Regions from separate parts of the Mus musculus genome. Here region 1 is linked to region 2. A link is a contact called in public Hi-C data. All regions are on one chromosome and are shown on one strand. Each heading gives the region's core, a stretch centred on a gene start, on an enhancer-like site or on the middle of the called end of the contact. The rest is flanking DNA. Distances are from core to core; before and after follow the strand shown.

Region 1 (2,938 bases), core at 238-2,737, 150 kb before region 2:
AAGACAGCCTTGTCCTTGGCCATAAAAGACAACAGCACAATGCTGCCCTGGCTCTGCCTGGATGAAGCTTTGGAGAGAAGAGACTAGCAAGCATCACTCACTAGCAAGCTTTAGTCACACAGCCCCAAAATAAAGGTGAGCACAGACTAGCTCCCAGCTGTGCCTAGAGATGAGCTAAGGGACAGCCAAGACTCCATACTGGCGAAGGCGTATGCTAATTTTTCCCCCTAGGGGCACTGTAGAGTCAGGTGAGGGCAGTCAGGCACCTCAGTCTCTGGTGTGGTCTGGCTCCTCAGAGCAAGTAGGGTGGGCTGAGTGAGCTCCGGCTGGGAGCACAAAGGTGACTCAGGTAATCAACTACGGCTCCACGTTCCACACAATTCGGGAGGGAGTGGGAGGAGCATCTGCATGTGCACAAGGCCCTGGATTGGATCCTGCAACTCAAAAACCAGTACAACTTTCTATGGAAGGCCTTTCCAAGGTGTCCCCAACCTGTGCTCATAGGACAGACTGTGACATAGGCAGGCTGCTGCTCTAAAGGAAGTCACAATGGGGATGGAGACAGGACACAAAAGGGCCCAAGAGACTTGGGATCTCTTGCAGTTGGTCACATTTCTCCTTTTTTTTTTTTTTTTTTTTTTTTGAGACATGGAGCCTAGGCTGTTGTTGAACACGACATATAGTTAAAACCTTTTACTGTCTTTGAGACAGGGTTTCACTGTGTCACCCTGGTTGGTCTGAAACTTGCACCATAGACCAGGATGGCCTTGGACTCACAGAGGCCTGCCTGCCTCTGCTTCCTGAGGGCTGGGGTTAAAGACAGGTGCCACCACCACTCAGCTATCCTTAAACTCTTTGATCCTCCTGCCTCCATCTCCCAAGTACTGGGGTTATAGGCACCACTGCCATGCCCTGCCTAAAACTACGATTTAAAGGAAACCACAGCACCCAAGGTCACTGAAACTGTAAACACTGAGATCTTATAAACACAAAAACTTTTCTATAGAAGCACATTTCTGTAGTTGTTGCCTCTGAACTGTTAACAGTTACATAAATGATTCCAAACCATGTAGTTACTATTTTAAAAATAAGCCATTCAATATGAAAAATAAGAAAAGTACTTACTATGCACCAGATGACAAAGGAAATTTCAAACTTGTGAGGGAAACTAAAAATGGAGAGGCCAAGAAATGCAAACACACACGTTTCTGAAAGAAACCAGAGAACAGGTTCCTCTTACAATTCAGTAGTAACTAAGCAAGCTTCCCTGAAACCACACCAACAGCCACACCGTGTCAGACTTTGTATGCAGTCTTTTGGGGCGAGGTGGGGAAGTGGATAGTTGAGATGGGGTCTTGCTATTTGACCAGGCAAGCCTTGAATGCAATGTGAGTGCTGAGACTGCTGGTGTGAGCCACCACAGCTGGCTTGCTTCCTTACTACCACACAGGCAATGGCCCTTGCTACTGAGAATTTCACAACGTGATGAGTTAACTGTCAGATACTGAGCAAATAACCAAGTCCCCACCACGCATTCCCTGAGCACTCATCAGTCAGGGTCAGACATTGTGAGCATGTGACTGTGGGGCCACATGACAGATGAGAAAGTGGGCACTGTAGTTAACTCCCCCCCCCCCAGTAGGTCCGAGAGGAAGCTAACTCACAGAGCTTGCAGGGAGGACCCATTTTCAGGCTTGGCTGCACTTGGTGTGCAAGCAATCACTTGTGTGTGCTGAAAACAGCACCTCCCAAGTCTAGGTTCCTGCCACGCATGGTTGGCACACGTCTTTAATCCCAAAACTTAGAAGGAAGCATCTGCATGTTTGTGAGTTCGAGGCCACCCTGGTCTATAAACCAAGTCCAGGATACCCAGGACCACACAGAGAAACCTTGTCTCAATAAATAAACAAATAAGACAAAAACAAACAAAGGAAACCAAAAAACAAAAGAAAGAAAGAAAGAAAGAAAGAAAGAAAGAAAGAAAGAAAGAAAGAAAGAAAGAAAGAAAGAAAGAAAACAACTTTCCAGGCTCCTGATTAAACTATGGGCCCCCAAAGAGCCCAAGCGCTAAGGAGATAGGGACTGCATTTTAAGATGTGCACGAGCTGGTGAGTTGTTAGCACGGCTCAGCAGGGTGGGTTCTTCAGTGGGGCCACAAGCAGCAGGTGCTTGGCCTTCCCCTCCGAGATGCCTTCTTATCTGATACTGTCTGATCCTCCAAGCCAGAGCACCTAGGCCGACTTCACCTTTCCCAGGAGCAAGAATGTGTGGTTAAGATGGGCGTGGTGGTGCACACCTTTAATCCCAGCCTTGAGAGGCAGAGGCAGGGGGATTTCTGAGTTTGAGGCCAGCCTGGTCTACAAAGTGAGTTCCAGGACAGCCAAGGCTACACAGAGAAACCCTGTCTTGAAAAAACAAAAAAAGAATGTGTGGTTAACTTAACCCAGCCTTTTAGGGTGGTCATAAAAGCTGCTTCTGGCAATGCAAGCTACATCAGAACGGCCTAGTGCACTGGCTGAACTTCTCTTGGAGGAGCTGTCAGGACAAAGCCCATGCCTGGTGAGTTTGACAGCAGGTGTGACGGAGTCTCAGGAGCTGCATGCATGTGCCCTGCATGTAAAGCTGGTCTGGGTGCAGACAGAAGCTGAGGAGTGTGCTGTTCTCTGTTGCCTGCCCTGAGGGGGTCAGGTCAGGTCAAAACCTTTAGCTGAGGCTTTCTGGTGAGAACTGTGTGGATCAAATGACTATGACACTAGAAGGCTGTCTTCTAGCTTGCTCCTTGGCAATGGGCTCCCTGGCTTCTCCTTACCCAGCCTCCCACAGCCAGCCCTGCCATCCTGGCTCCAAAGTGAAACAGGGCCCCTCAACACCAGGGGAGGCTGAGGTTGCAACTGAGGCCTCGTCTTGAGTGAGAGTGTGAGTGTCGGAATAGCTAGAG
Region 2 (2,986 bases), core at 17-2,516:
CAAAAGTCTCCTTGCATTTTAGAGGAAAGAGATGTAGCTTTTTATTTTTGCTTTCTAGAAATCAATCTTTTTCTTGGTTTGTTTACCTGTTTTTGATATGGGGTCTCACTATGTAACCTTAGGTGGCCTTCCTCTGCCTCCCGAGAGCTGGGATTAAAGGTATGGATTACCAGGAATGGCTTTAAAACAAACAAAAACAAAACAAACCAGGGTCCCATGTAGCCCAGGCTAGCCTCAAACACTTATAAAGATGATGACACCCTTGAATTCCCAATCCTCTTGACTCAGGTCTCTGCTGAGATTACAGCCCTGAACCACCACACTTGCTTTTTATAACTTTTTTTTTTTTTAAAGATTTATTTGTTGGGGCTGGAGGGATGGCTCAGCAGTTAAAAGCACTGACTCCTTTTTCGGAGGATCTGAGTTCAATTCCCAGCAACCACATAGTCGCTCACAACCATCTGTAATGGGATCCGATGCCCTCTTTTGGTGTGTCTGAAGACAGCTACAGTGTACTCATATACTAAAATAAGTGTCTGTGTTTGAGTGCAGGTGTGCCTGTGTGTGCTCCCCTGTGCCCGTGTGTGCCCGTGTGTGCTCCCCTGTGCCCGTGTGTGCCCGTGTGTGCCCGTGTGTGCTCCCCTGTGCCCGTGTGTGCCCGTGTGTGCTCCCCTGTGCCCATGTGTGCCCGTGTGTGCTCCCCTGTGCCTCTGAAGCAGATTCTTCTCCAGGGACCTAGAGTTTGAGTTTCCTCAGCTAGACTCAAAGCCAGCAAGCCCCAGGGATCCCCTGTCTATGCACACCTTGGAGCTGGAGTGCCAGGTTCATTGCGTGGATGCTGGGATCTGAATTCTGGTTCTTATGATTGTTCAGTGAATGCTAACTCCTGAGCCATCTTTCTCTAGCTTTATAGCTTCTGTTTAAAAAGAAACTCATGTTTGTCATAACCTGTCGCTATGCTGTCTCAGTGTGTGCAGTGAGGAAATTTGAAATGTTTAAGTCGATGACTCTCATTTGAGCATCAAGTTTTTAAAACTGTAAATCTCTGAAGGTGCTCGGAATGGCTCCTGGCATATTGTGTTGGTGCCTGGCACTGAAGAATACTGGGAATCAGTTGAGCATGTGACCCTGACAGTAAAAAGATCATATCAGAGAATAACACGAGGATGGTTTGGGGCACTTGGGAAACTGGACTGCAGAGACAGCCCAGCTGTGAAACCTGGCTTTGCCAGGTCAGATGACCTAGGCAGACCTCTGTTCCTGCTTCTGTGACTCAAAGGCAACAAATAGCCTGCAAGTCAGTGACCTCAGAGGTCTCACACACAGGCGTTAGGAAACTCAGCAGTGCGGCAGGAAGCAGGAAGTACACTGACCCCATAGGAAGCCAGGAGAAGCAGAATCAGTGAGTTCGTCTTCCCTGACAGCCGAGGGAGAGCTGGGACTCTGTAACCTCTGGTGCTTAGGGTGGGATTCAGTTATTCAGAAACACAGCTGATGTTAGTCATAGATGTCAGAGCACTTTGAAAGTATTCCACACACTGGTGACACATTACTGTCTTTCGACATGTGAGCCTTGGTCCTCTGTGATACCCATGTGACAGAGACATCACCCCGGGTGCCTTCCAGAGTGTAGGTCTTGAAGATCAAACAGGTTACAGATTTTTAACCCATTTACCCATCACACAGACCAAGACTGAGCCTTATTGCTGCGAGGACCAGGTTGAACTGCAGAACATTGTCTTGCTTCTGCAGGAATGGTCAGAACTCACTGTGCAGTACAGGCTCTTCCTGTCGCAGCTTTGCAGGAAGGAGCAGGTCCCAGGGTTGGCTTTGGATGGAACCTTGGTGTTTTGCAGGGTGGGGATTTATTTGTTCTGAGTATTGATTAGTTGGCCCGCTGAGGTCTAGTCCTGGACACTTCCTTCAAGGCCATGGCTTTCAGCATGGTGCTCACACCCGAGACAGCTCCCACTGTGCTGTGCCTTGCTCCCTAGGCACACTAACCAGTGCACAGGTCTACAGTAAAGACTCCTGCCTGGGTTTGCTCTTGATCTCTCTTTGCCTCTTGGCTTCATTATGTCCCGTTATTTTCTTCCCAATCTGGTAGTTTTGTTAGGGATTTTTTTTTCTGTGTGTGCAAGAGACAACTGCAGGTGGATTAGAACTCAGGAGGAAAGAGGAGACGCCAGCTCTGTGCCTGGAAATGCTCCGAGTAAGCCACAGCTTCGAGGAAGAGTTTATTTTTCTTATCTGTGTCATGGTTATAAGAGATTCCTCAGTGTAGGCATGGGGCCGGGTAATAATTAGTGTCATCCATCAGCAAGACTGATCTGTGCAAAGTGTCACTTTAGCATCCCACACTGGACAGCCTTCCTTAACTGATGCCTGCTCTGTGCTGTCTCAGCCTCCCCCAACCCCATGCTTTCTCCCGCTTCTACAAGAGAAGGCTAAAGTCTGTGGGAGGCATTTGCTGACTGGGCTGGGCACCTCACAGTTGGCTTTCAAGCTAAAATTGGCTTTTAACTGCAGTTCAACCAGCGTTGATCAGAACCACGGTGGTGGGAAGTACTGCTTGTCAGTGTAAAGTCACTCTATGTCCTGGAGCACTGGGCTTTGTAGTTCCGAGATTCTGACTTCACTAACCACATGGCTAACACTCTAAAAGTCATTTGAAACAAAACGTGTTCACTGGTATGGAAAGAGGGTTAAGACAATATCTTCTCATAAAGTCGGTGGGCGACGTAGGGGTTCAGACTGGAGGTCCGTGTGTCTGCTTGGACATTGGCTTGTTTGTTTGTTTGTTTGTTTGTTTGTTTGTTTTTCGAGACAGGGTTTCTCTGTATAGCCCTTGCTGTCCTGGAACTCACTCTGTAGACCAGGCTGGCCTCGAACTCAGAAATCCGCTTGCCTCTGCCTCCCAAGTGCTGGGACTAAAGGTGTGCGCCCCACATCTGGCTGGACATTGGCTTGCATGACTAAGTTTAGT

Evidence for each region. A called contact is a pair of places that touch in the nucleus more often than the background predicts.
Region 1: a Hi-C map of bone marrow-derived macrophages shows a contact between it and region 2, with 45 read pairs. The contact joins two enhancer-like sites. A contact is called at or near these places in 1 of 15 datasets of contacts at CTCF or cohesin (CD8 T cells), 3 of 484 Hi-C or Micro-C datasets (bone marrow-derived dendritic cells, bone marrow-derived macrophages and nephron progenitors), 4 of 115 datasets of contacts at active chromatin or transcription factors (the 230-238 cell line, bone marrow-derived macrophages, embryonic stem cells and 1 more) and 4 of 9 other capture datasets (adipose tissue, embryonic stem cells, liver and 1 more).

The regions. Positions count from the first base shown.
Region 1 is chr2:167,465,955-167,468,892 of GRCm38.p6, reverse strand. It overlaps Slc9a8 (solute carrier family 9 (sodium/hydrogen exchanger), member 8), which reads right to left. Exons shown (of 17, transcript NM_148929.3): 12 at 1,126-1,208. Among named protein-coding and RNA genes, the nearest start is that of Spata2, 25 kb to the left of the region's middle. Within about 2 kb of position 1,487, at least 16 of the 459 cell types and tissues checked have an H3K27ac peak or open chromatin away from gene starts, as enhancers often do. A contact at or near this core is called in bone marrow-derived macrophages and microglia, where this site is marked.
Region 2 is chr2:167,317,506-167,320,491 of GRCm38.p6, reverse strand. The region is part of intron 1 of B4galt5 (UDP-Gal:betaGlcNAc beta 1,4-galactosyltransferase, polypeptide 5); the gene reads left to right. Among named protein-coding and RNA genes, the nearest start is that of B4galt5, 30 kb to the left of the region's middle. Within about 2 kb of position 1,266, at least 128 of the 459 cell types and tissues checked have an H3K27ac peak or open chromatin away from gene starts, as enhancers often do. A contact at or near this core is called in bone marrow-derived macrophages and microglia, where this site is marked.